Regions from separate parts of the Mus musculus genome. Here region 2 is linked to region 1. The links are chromatin contacts, called in public HiChIP or PLAC-seq maps. All regions are on one chromosome and are shown on one strand. Each heading gives the region's core, a stretch centred on a gene start, on an enhancer-like site or on the middle of the called end of the contact. The rest is flanking DNA. Distances are from core to core; before and after follow the strand shown.

Region 1 (6,051 bases), core at 953-3,452:
TAAATAAAGTAGGGCACAAATCAGAAAGACACCCAACATCAACCCCCAGGCTCTGTACACATCCACCCAAATACATACGTACCCACAAAAATGTGTTCCACAAACACTCAAACACATACATACATACATGCATCCCTCACACACAACATAATATAAGTAGGACGAACTGAACAAATATTATCTCTATTTAATTTTTAAAATAACATGTTTCTTCTTGGCCCACAATAAGTAAGATATTTATTCTTTTGAGTTCCTTTTCCAATAATTCTCTGGACTACAAAGAACTAAAGCTTACAGTTCTGCCTTATGCGGGACACCAATGGAATGTACATGTTTGTTCACTGCCTTAGAAAGCCCTTTACAATTATCTCCTTAATACTGAAGGCAGACGCTATCTACAGTCAGTGTCTCAGGAAGATTCTCACTTCTATCAAGTCACATGGGCTCTGGAATTCCCCCTACCTCTGTCTGCAAATGCTAGACTACAGTGCATAAGCTTTGCTTTTTTATGTTTCTGTTGCTTTTCCTGATTGTGATGCCAATCAAAGCTGAGCTGGCAAGCAACACAAGGGCCCCTTAATAAAGTCGAGGACTGGAAGAAGTACTCTAGACAGTGGTGCAGTACTTTAGACAGTGCAGTGGTGCAGTACTCTAGACAGTGCAGTGGTGCAGTACTCTAGACAGTGCAGCGGTGCAGTACTCTAGACAGTGGTGCAGTACTTTAGACAGTGCAGTGGTGCAGTACTCTAGACAGTGCAGTGGTGCAGTACTCTAGACAGTGCAGCGGTGCAGTACTCTAGACAGTGCAGTGGTGCAGTACTCTAGACAGTGCAGTGATTCAGTTCTCTAGACAGTTCAGTGATACAGTTCTCTAGACAGGACAGAGGTACAGTACACGAGACAGTACAGTGATACAATATTGCTAGACAGTAGAGTGCCGTGCAAAAGGAGTTACCAGATACCAACAACAGAATTTTGGATGAACTCTGAGAACACCTTCACTTTCCAGTACTCAGAGGACTAGGAAAAGGTATACTTCTGAATTCTAGCACTGCATGGGAAAACCAAACAGTGAGAAGCTGTTGTGTCTCATGCTTCACAGACACGGCAGCATCAATCAGAAAACAATATGAGAACACAAAAATATAGAAAACACACATCTACATATACAGCAATGACAAAAGAGGCTATATATCTGAAAGAATAAAGAGGGGGAGGGGGAAGGAAGAGAAAGAAAGATGTAATTATATTATAACCTCAAAAAAAAACATAAAAGGTTTTAAATATGAACTACAACAAAATTTGCTTAAAAACAAAAACAACAAAACCACAGAAATGATGGAAAGCTGAAGCAGCTAAGGACTGGAATTCCAAACCAGGGAAGGGCAGGCAGGCAGAAGCACTAGCCTTCAAGCCAGCTCAAGTCATTTCCCAGAGTGCATGTGAGACACCAGACGTGGCAGTGTACATACATCTGTTAACCCAGCCTACAGCACAACCAGCCTGGAGCATACAGTACAGCGTCAGAAACAAGTAGAGCCTGCCTCAGCAAGGGAAAAGACAAGAATGTCTCCTCAAAGTGTCCTCTGACCTCAATAGTGAGCCATGATATACTTATATGTGCACGCACACACGCACGCACACAGACACACTTAAAATAAAATAGAAAAGAATTGGAATTTTCTCCACAGGACAGTTTCAAATCTGCTCGCTTGGGCCTCTGAGATGGTAAGAAAGACTAATTCTGAGCTTGTACATACAACCCAATGTAGATCAAGATCTGAAACACAGAGGAGATTTCACAGTGAGAAAACTCATCACACTGGATTTAAGATTTCATGCACACTTGTGTTTCATCTTTAAGAATTTTGTGTGCATGTATTTAAGCATTTTTAAATAACATGCTTTACTCAAAAACATTAAAAATCCAAGAAATACCAATATAGCTCACATAAGTTAATATTCTGCCTCCCTGGCATGTGGAACTGTCAGAACATGGACCAAGAATGAATGGAGTCATGTGAGGGAAATTCCAAGTGCTTGTGAGAAAACTCTAAGAAAACAAAACAAGAGTCTTGTGACCTCCGTTCCTTCGAAAATACAGAATTGTCCTTGTTTCTGTGCTCCTCTGAGGTGTGGTGGATAGGGGTGAGTCACGTCAGGCTGCTCAATACAGCTGGCTATTGTTATTTGTTTACTCACCTCTCTAGAAAAACATGGCTTTGCCGCATGTGGTTTGCCCTTAGGACTGGATACTTTACTCTGTGACTCTTCTTAACCCTGAGAGTACAAACTGTCTGACACTCTGAGTAAGGCTGGCTTAGCATGAGACTTTAGTCCACTTCATTTTCAGGCTTTATTCTCCCAGACCCCACCACCCTTAGTGCAGTAAACAGGGGATCGTAAATTCAAAGGTATAGTTAACACTGCTATTCTGGAAAATAAATGTACATGCAATTACTAAATTGAGTGTTTTTATTTGTTTTTTGTTTTTTTGAAACAGAGACTGATGTGCCCCAAGCTGGCTTCAAACTCACTACATAGCCACGAATGGATGGACCAAGAAGTTCCAGTTCTCCTACCTCTACTCTCACACTTGGAGGTTGCAGGTGTAGTTACCACCACCCATGGTGATGTTTTTAATTTAGTAAATATGTGTGAAGTATTTGGTTTCTTTCTTTCTCAAATCTACTTAATTAACTAACGTCCTACCCATAATGAAATCTAGGGGTAAAAGCGGCTAATTGAGGCCAGGTGTGGTGGCGCACGCCTTTAATCTCAGCACTTGGGAGGCAGAGGGAGGTCAATCTCAGGGCCAACCTGATCTACAGAGTTCTAAGACCATCAGGAACACAGAAGCCCTGTCTTGAAAAACCGTAAGTGAATGGATGGATGGATGGATGGATGGATGGATGGATGGATGGATGGATGACGGATGGATGGACAGACAGACAGGTAGATAGATGGATAAGCTGAACACACCCACAGCTCTAGGCCAATGGATGGATTCTGGAACAAAGGGATAGGAGGGAGCAGTGAGCATCCTGGCAGCCTCCAGGAACTACATGTGGGGCTGACAGGAAAGGAGGACAAGAGCCCAGCTTCCACGTGGAATGCACCAAAGGCAGGAACGAAAGGCTTAAAGACTTAGGAGGCCCACACTCCCTGTTGACCGCACCCCCAACCTCCAGTCAGGAGCCTCTCCTAAACAAAATGCTACAAATCTGATAAAAAGTACTGTATGATAATAGTATTACTAAGAGGAATACTACTAAATGCTACGAACTTAATTCAAGTCTCTCCATTTTTTAAAGCTACAGCCCAGGAGTGTCTTCTACAACAGTGGAGTACTTTCTAACAGTCAGCAATACCTTCTGGTTCTCTTCCACTTCCGCTCTAAGCTGCGCGCTCACAGCCGTTTTCGTTATTGCTCTAAAAAAGGATAAAAGTGTGATCAGTGTTTAGCTTAGCATTCCATATAAAGGTCTTCAGTTTTCCTGTTTTTAGACATGAACCATATGACTCAATAAATTATAAAAATAAGAACTAAGTAAACCTCACAGCTGCAGAACTGGCAAACGTGTTCACCCTGCAGATGCCGCATGGTGGCAGGACGTGACAAGTCTGGTGGCTTCCGATTTCTTGACTGTGTGGCCCTACTCCTGATGTGACATTTGCTGCTCAGATAACTAGCCAGCAGAAACGTACTCCGGCTGACTGCTAGTCCTATTAAATCCTCTCGTGGAGGCTGAACCCTGTGTGTCTTCCAGAAGCGTAATGGCTTTAAGCATAATGGCTTTAAGCGTAATGGCTTAAGAAATCTTCCATAGGCACTCCACGGTGAAAAAGGGGCTTACTTAGGAAACTCTTAGCCAAGAATTTAACCTTAGTTATTTAAGACAACATCTGGAAAAGTTTCTAAGAATTTGGCTTTTAGACAATTTTGCCTCACATTCATAGTCAGAGATTAACACTACAGAATAGACAGCAATGTCAGGAAATTCATTCTGTTACTATGAACAAGTCAGTCTCCCTGAGTCTGTTTCTAAGTCAGGACCCTGAATCCCTCTTCTCTCTTCCTCCTCCTTTCAGAAGAACTGAGGATTAAGCCCGGAGCCCCGTGCACATGAGGCAAGTGTTCTGTCACTGAGCCCTAGGCAAAGCCCCTCTTCATAAGGATTCAAAAATGGCAGTATGGACCAGACTGTGGATTAGCTGATGTGGCCTAAGTGGGGCAGTGCCAAGAGCATCTAAATCCCTCTCTCTTCAACCACACAGCCAACAGCTGTCACGTGTTAGAAAGAAGACACTGATCGCAACAGTACTTACAAATAGGTTTCACATCCAAGCATTTTTACATTTTAGTCACATCATGTTCTGTGCAAACATGAAAACAACAGGGAACAATGTGAAGGAGAGGGATGTACCAAAACCTTAGCACATACCTGGCCTTGGTAGGAAAGTTCTGACTAATGTCCTTCATCACCACCAGAGATAATGCCCCAGAAGCAGCCAAGATTCGGGCAGCAGTCTGGAAGCTGAGATCTGCACAACGGCACATGTGACATTAGAGCACAGGAATCCATGGTAATGATGGTAGACAATGTCCCCAACACTACCCACAATCCATTGAGGGTGAAGACGCCATAGAATGGAACTATTCCCGACGGTGTCCCAGGCTTAGCTCAGACCTCGTTCAGGTGGACCCTGGAGCTTTTACTACGTTGTCCATGACTCCATCCATAAAGTCCTAGGCTGTGTGGTAACTAACACCTAGCAGATGAACTTGAGCCCAAATCCTGTTGTTGTCTAGATTTACAATGTATTATAAAATAGAGCATTAAGATTATTTACCCAATGACCTCAGGGGAAATAGCTTGAGAAAATTTTGGAATATCCTTTAGAAAAGAAAAGTGCACATATATTCTGCCCTTCCGTGCCTTTAACATTCTATAGATGCACAATGAAGACGTGTGCAAATGCGTACAGGAGACCAGCTAGAAGGCTCAGTGAGTACAGGTGCTTGCTACATATAATGCAAGCCTCATTGACTGAGTTCAATTTCTTGGAACCAAAACAAAGATGGACAAACCAAACTCTACAAAGCTGTCCTCTAACCACTACATGGGCATTATAGCACACCAGCCTACATAAACACAATGATAATAAATTGTAAAATGCATGCAAGACCATGGTTATAGATCAGTGGTAGTGTGTATGCCCAATGTGAGAGCCTAGATCTAACCCTCAGCACTATTTTTAAAAAATATATAAACCTAAAATTAAAAACTGTCACTTGGGTTTTTAAAACGTATGCAAAGAGGAACATAAAAACAGCTACATATTTCTTGTATTGTAAAGTTATGTATCTGATCCCAAAAAGGGGTGTGTGTATCACTGCAGCCTACCTAGTACTATGTTTACAGAGGATTTCATTTCTTCCCTTAGCCATTCTGTCTTTAAAATCTGAGGTACTAGAATCTTCAAATCATAGGCATAGATGACAGAGAAGAATCCCAGATCAATGGCATAGACCAGATGATCTTCAATAAGATCATAGAAGAAAACTTCCCTAAACTAAGGAGAGAAATAGACACGGATATAAGAAGTACATAGAACACCAAAGACAAGACCAGAAAACACTCCCATAGTATGAAAGCTACAAGAGAAAAAAATGCAAGACAAATAAAGGGAAACCCACAGAAAGAGTAACAGCTGTCTTCTCAGTAGAAGCTTTGAAAGCCAGAAGACCCTGGAATGACGCCCACTAAGTTCTAAGAGGCCCTGGATGCCAAGCTAGACGACTGTGTCCAGCAAAAGTATCTGCCATGGTTGAAGGAGAGAGCAAAACTGTCTGTGACATAAAAGGATTAAAAGAATTCCTATTTACAAAATCAACCCTCAAGATAATATCTACTACAAGCAGTAATGTCAGACTGAAAGGATGAATAATGATATATCTGCAAGTCTGTAGAAAGAACAAATGATGCTATAATCAATGAAACAAAAAGCACAACTGAGAACAAAACTTTCAGAGGAAAAAAAGATTGC
Region 2 (6,051 bases), core at 1,426-3,925, 230 kb after region 1:
CCAGAGGAGTATGTAGTCCATCAGCGGATGATTAAGCCACCATAACATTACCCTTATGCAACTGCCATTTAGGACAAGGTAATTGCCAGCGTGTTATTAAGTAATTCTCAGAAATGAATTCTGAGAAAGCTTGTAACTTCAGTGAACAATTAAGGAAAGGAAGGGATTAAAAAAATGCCCTAAGGTGCTCTGATGACCCCAGATTTGCTTTATTTATCACTTCTAATCACAAAATTCACTTAGAATTTTAGAATGCCTGGGACAGCAATCCTTAGGCAAGGGTACCCAACTCTTCCTAAGGCTAGTGAGACATCTAATCACCCAGCCAAAGCCATGGGGAAAGCTCAGCCCAAGTCACCCTGGAGAAGCCTTTCATCTGTGTACATAAGCATACCCCAGTCACGGAATTTCCCAACAATCTAGAATGGGGCTCAGGGGTTCATCCTTGGTTTTGTTTTTCTGAGACATTTATGTAGACCTGGCTGTCACCAGACTCTGTGTATCCCAGGATGACTGAGTTTCTCTACTGCACTTCCCCAGTGCTGGGAAGTTTCTGCCACTACCAGGTCCATGACATGCTAGGGGTCAAATCTGGGGTTTCCTGTGTGCTATGGAAACACTCTGACTGAGCTACATCTTCAGCCCCAGGAAGACTGAGACATGCCATCAGAATTAAACACCAGAACCTACCATCTGTGGCTTCATCAACTAACACTACGGCAAGGTGGGCATTTCATTCCCAATTCAGAGCCCCCAAAATAAGGAATTCCCGCCTGTAAAAAGTTTCCAAACCTTGCACCACTGGAGCCATAGTTTTTGTTCTGTTTTGTTTTGTTTTGTTTTGTTTTTTTGAGACAGGGTTTCTCTGTGTAGCCCTGGCTGTCCTGGAACTCACTTCGTAGACCAGGCTGGCCTCGAACTCAGAAATCCGCCTGCCTCTGCCTCCCGAGTGCTGGGATTAAAGGCGTGCACCACCAAGCTGAAGCCATAGTTTTTTAAATGACCCTCAGCAACATTCACTCATTAACAAGATACTCAGAATTCTTCCATGGACCCCTCCCACTCTTGGGTGTTTCCTCCCTTTTCTTACTAAATCAACTTCTTTCACTTGGCCTCAGAGAGAGAGAGAGAGAGAGAGAGAGAGAGAGAGAGAGAGAGAAAGAAAGAAGATAGATATATATGGTGGTAAGGGAGCTGGAGTGTAACTTACATGGTAGGATGCTTGCCTGGCATGCACATGGCCTTGGGTTAGATGCTCAGCTCCACATAAAACTGAGCATGGTCGGGTATGGTGGCGCACGCCTTTAATCCCAGCACTTAGGAGGCAGAGGCAGGCAGATTTCTGAGTTCGGAGCCAGCCTGGTCTAAAAAGTGAGTTCCAGGACAGTCAGGGCCATACAGAGAAATCCTGTCTCAAAAAACAAAAACAAAAACAAAAACAAAAACAGCATGACTGCACATGCCTGTAAGTCCACAGCCATCCTTGCGATACTTGGTTACATAGTAAACTCCGGCCTAGCATCAGCACCCTGTCTCTCCCACCAAAAAAGATTCTCATGAACTTCTGGAGTTGTGGATTTTAAAATTCTACAGGTTTGATGGGTTGATGCCTAACAGACAGGAGCACAGAGGGTCTCTGGAAGCCGAGGCTGCGTCCTCATCATCCTACACTACCTGCAGCTGCATGCCTTCGCGCTGTGCGACCTCTACGTCATATCCTTATTGGGATACGTGAGTGAGGTGTAGAGTTCACGGGATTAACTATGGGTAGATGAGAAGGGTGGACCACTTGGCACCATGACTGGCATTCAGGAGGACGTCAACAAAAATCCAGTCAATTAATAGCTGCATTAATGAATTTTTACATTATATATTGTTCAAAGCCAAACATGCATGATTCAGGAGAATAATTTCCTTGGCTGACACAGACCAGAAAAATGTCTAGAAACATTTGGGAATTAATAGGTGCAATCTGTTCCTTTTTTTTTTTTTTAAATGCATTTTAAATATATTAAAATACAATGAAAAGGTCATTTTTAATACCGTAACACCAAAAGGTTAAGAACTATATAACTTCCTAAAATAAAACACACTTGACTACACTTAGCACCTGGGAAAAGTCACTTCTCTGTTCAGAATCTTGGCCGGGAATCCCTCTTGTCCCAGCGCTCCTGAGTTCACCAACTAGCACAAGGGAGCCCCTCTTCTGGGGCAGTGATTCCCAACCTAAGCCTGCTACAAACTGCCAAGCTGTGCCTAACGCTAGATGTGAAGAAAGGGGTGGGAAGAGGAGCCGCACAGCAGCTACTGCCACGCTGGCATCCACCTAGGGGGTAAGTAGCAGCAGTCATTAAGGGGACATGCCTTCAGTGCTCTCAGGCCTGCGAGCCAGCACCACCATCTTCCTTGCTAACTCACTTCGTTTACTTATTTAGCAGGGAGAGGTCAGGGGACAGCTTGAGGGAGCCGGTTCTCTCCTTTCACCTTTTGGGTCCTGGAGATCAAACTCACTTGGTGACAGGTACCTTTAACAGTCGAGCCACCTGTGAGCCAGTGTCCTCACTTCACAGGCAAGAAATCTCATGAGAGAAAACACTGGTATTCAGGAATGTACTTAAGGTCTGAGACCAAGTGGTTCGCTCCAGAGCCCTGACTGAGTCACAGTGTATGACCAGTCTATCTGTCATCATAAAGGAAGTCTCAGCAAGTATAGTGGATACCTATGCTCCCAGGACTGCTACAGTTACAGACCAGGATACAAAGTAAGACCCTGCCTATTTTAAATAAGCCGAAGTTTAAAGCATACTTTTTTTTAAAGGAAAAGTCAGGTATGTAAAGAGCATACCTAAGCAGGAACTCTAAAGCACAAAGACAGACTGCAAAGTGGCTCCAAATTAAAGACTAAGAGAGGGCAGCGAGATGGCTCAATGGGGAAAGGGCCTTGCTGCCAAGCCTGACAACCAGTTTGAGCCCTGGGACCCAGAGGGTGGAAGGAGAGAACCAACTCTAGCAAGTTGTCCTCTGACCTCTACATGCATGCACTCTACCCCATACACAAAATAAGTGAGAGAGAGAGAATGTATGTTCCTTGGGTTTTCTTCTGCTAAAAGCACATCAAGGAGCATTAAGGATACCCACGTGGAGCTGAAGACTAGTAGCAGTGAGCTCAGCATTTTTAACTCCTCTGTTTTTTGACCATTATGCTAGGAATAGTTCTTGCTGTTTTAGGAAAAACACAGTGCATTTGGGGTTAAGGAGGCAAAGTTCAACAATTACTCTTAGCTAGTTGAGAAGAAAATGCTCACGTGTGAGCAAGTGTGTGCATGCCCGGGGCATATAAAGGACACAGGCTGGGGGCAAAGTGGTACATGACTATAATCCCAGCTACTCAAGAGGCTGAGGCAGGAACAATACCTAGGACCAGAAGTTTGATACCAGCCTGGGTAGTATCAGTAGGGTATATTCTAGAACTCTCTAACAGATTAACAATCTATAAATTTGAAACTTTTATCAAAATAATGATTTATCTGGATCTGACATCCATCAGATCTTAAACTCCCAGCTTCATAACTATGTCTTTAGACAGCTGCTATATGATGCGACCTTTTCATTTGTAAAAAGATGCCTATACAGATTTGCCTTCTTCCCCGCTCTGGATTTTCTGTAGCAACAGAACAAATGACTTCTCTACTAGGTGCTGCTAGGAGGCAGCCTCCTCTTGAGCTGTGCACATGAGTCCTCAATGCCACTGGCCCTACAATGCTCTTCAGCTAGTCTTTCATGCAGGAACAGAAAGGAAACCCGAGTATCTAAGCAGAATCTATACTCCTCAGAGCAGGCAATAAAGCTAAGACACACGACTCTGTCAGCACCAAACCCCATTGGCCTCCTACAAGGTGACTCTGACCTCAGCTCTCAGCTCCTCAAAGGCTGTGGAAAAAGGGGTACTTCCAGGCCCCTAAACAATGCTTATATACTTGAGCATCATCATCTAAGAAACTTTAAAAAAAAAAAGGTGTCACATCTAAGCGTTAAAACATGAAAACTTAAGAAGTCAGAGTTCCTTTGAAAAAGATTTCCATAGATGGTGGTAGCACAAGCCTCAGAAGGCAGAGGCAGATGGATCTCTACGTTAGAGGCCAGCCTGGTCTACAGAGCAAATTCCAGGACAGCCAGGGCTGCACGGAGAAACCCTGTCTCAAAAAAAAAAAAAAAGAGAGAGGAGCAGGGGAGATTCCATGGGTCAAAAAAGACCAAGTAAAATTAGTTTATCAAGAGAAGGACTAAGGGAACCCAAGGTATGCATACGTGTGTGCTTGCAGGTCTGTGGTATTATTAGTGTGGGGGGTGGGGGTTAGGTGGGGAGGTGTTAGGGACTGAGTTCTCCACTTTCTGGGCATGAGTTGTATCACTATTTCCTCAGCTTGAAATGTGTTTTGAAGACATTAGTGTTCATTTTCTTCCAGTTAAAAGGAGGAGAATATATATATGTGTGTATGTGTGTGTGTGTATATGTATATATATGTGTGTGTGTGTGTGTGTATACATATATATATGTAAAAATATGGGGACTACCTAGACTACGATATCCAGGCTAGCCTGATCAAGGCAGACTGGGGAGCTGCTAATCTCACTCCTGGCTGCCTCTCCCTCCCATGTGTGAGGCTCAAACACGTCACAGACAAAAAGACAGCCCAGCCTGCCAACAGCTTTGCTCTTCTGTGTTGTCATTCCAGGAAGTCTCTTGCCACTAGACTCTGGTTTCAACTGAACAAAGACATCTGTGCTCCAAGGGTGCTACCAAGTTCTCTGAAGTGTTCACCGACATCTGGGTTCACAGGAGAAAGAAATATGATCTTCAGTTGGATGGGTTCCTCGGGTCAAAGGGCTATGGACTCATCTTTCAACCACATCTAAATCAACAGTGACACAGAGACATCATCCATGGAACACTTGACCCACCCATAGTGGGTTCAGGTAAGTGCTAATTAAGGTGATGATTATCATAACGTCAGAACATTTTTAACCACTCCATAACTCCATGCCCACTGGCAGTCACTCTCACCCTTCCTACTTGAGAGCCCCAGCTCTGGACAACTCTCTCTACCTTGTCTCTGTAGATCTGACCATATTTCACAGGAAAGAGCTCACATGATATGCAAGACTCTTGTGACCCATAGCAATACTTATTTTATCACCGAATATTCCAGCTGATGGACACAAGGTGTTATCAGCGTTTTGACTGCTATGACCATCTGTGCACAAGCCTTTTCGTAGATACTATTATTTCTCTTGGCTACACACACGCAAGGGGATTCACCAGATTAGAGAATCTCTATCTTTAGCCCGCTTTCCAGCTGTATCATTTTACATCCCCACAAGTATCTGTAGGTTCCAAATGACGCCCACATCTCTGCACTCAAATTCTGGTGGCTGTGGGGATCTTACTGTGGTCTCATCTGTGTCTCTCTAAGTTGATGACGGAGGGCATCAGTTCATGTTTACTGGCCATCCATTTATCTTCTTCAGATAAAATCTACTCAGATCATTTGCCTATTATTTTATTAGCTTGTCTTTTTATTAAGTTGTAGTAGTTCTTTGTATGACAGTTCTTTATATATTCCAGCAATGGCTCTCTAGTAAGATTTGCACTTATTTTCCTCCATCCTACAGGTGATTCCACTTTCTAGGTATGCTCTCAGTGCTGGGGCCTGAATCCAGGGTCTTGCACGCATATGGCAAATACTCTTCTGAGCTACACCACCAGCCCTACTCCTGACAGTGTGCTTTGAAGCACATAAGTTATTACTTTTAAAAACTATTTTGAGAGCTGAGCACAGTGGTGCACGCCTTTAATCTCAGCGCTTGAGAGGCAGAGGCAGGCAGATCTCTGAGTTGGAAGCCAACACAATCTAAAAAGCAAGTTCCAGGACAGCCAGGGCTACACATAGAAACCCTGTCTTGAAAAACCAAAAAAGAAAAAAGGACATTTATTTTCGGTGTCTGTGTGTTTTTCCTGCATGCATGTCTGTGCAGCACATGCACACCAAC

The links. HiChIP or PLAC-seq counts read pairs in DNA pulled down with a chosen protein or histone mark.
Region 2: an HNF4G HiChIP or PLAC-seq map of pancreatic cancer cells shows a contact between it and region 1. The contact joins two enhancer-like sites. A contact is called at or near these places in 4 of 484 Hi-C or Micro-C datasets (the G1E-ER4 cell line, double positive thymocytes and embryonic stem cells), 1 of 115 datasets of contacts at active chromatin or transcription factors (pancreatic cancer cells) and 3 of 9 other capture datasets (adipose tissue, liver and pancreatic islet).

The regions. Positions count from the first base shown.
Region 1 is chr1:36,198,334-36,204,384 of GRCm38.p6, forward strand. Uggt1 (UDP-glucose glycoprotein glucosyltransferase 1) reads right to left here. Exons shown (of 41, transcript NM_198899.2): 10 at 4,446-4,545; 11 at 3,372-3,432. Among named protein-coding and RNA genes, the nearest start is that of Uggt1, 43 kb to the right of the region's middle. Within about 2 kb of position 2,203, at least 31 of the 459 cell types and tissues checked have an H3K27ac peak or open chromatin away from gene starts, as enhancers often do. A contact at or near this core is called in pancreatic cancer cells, where this site is marked.
Region 2 is chr1:36,430,561-36,436,611 of GRCm38.p6, forward strand. All of the region lies in intron 4 of Lman2l (lectin, mannose-binding 2-like), which reads right to left. Among named protein-coding and RNA genes, the nearest start is that of Lman2l, 12 kb to the right of the region's middle. Within about 2 kb of position 2,676, at least 27 of the 459 cell types and tissues checked have an H3K27ac peak or open chromatin away from gene starts, as enhancers often do. A contact at or near this core is called in pancreatic cancer cells, where this site is marked.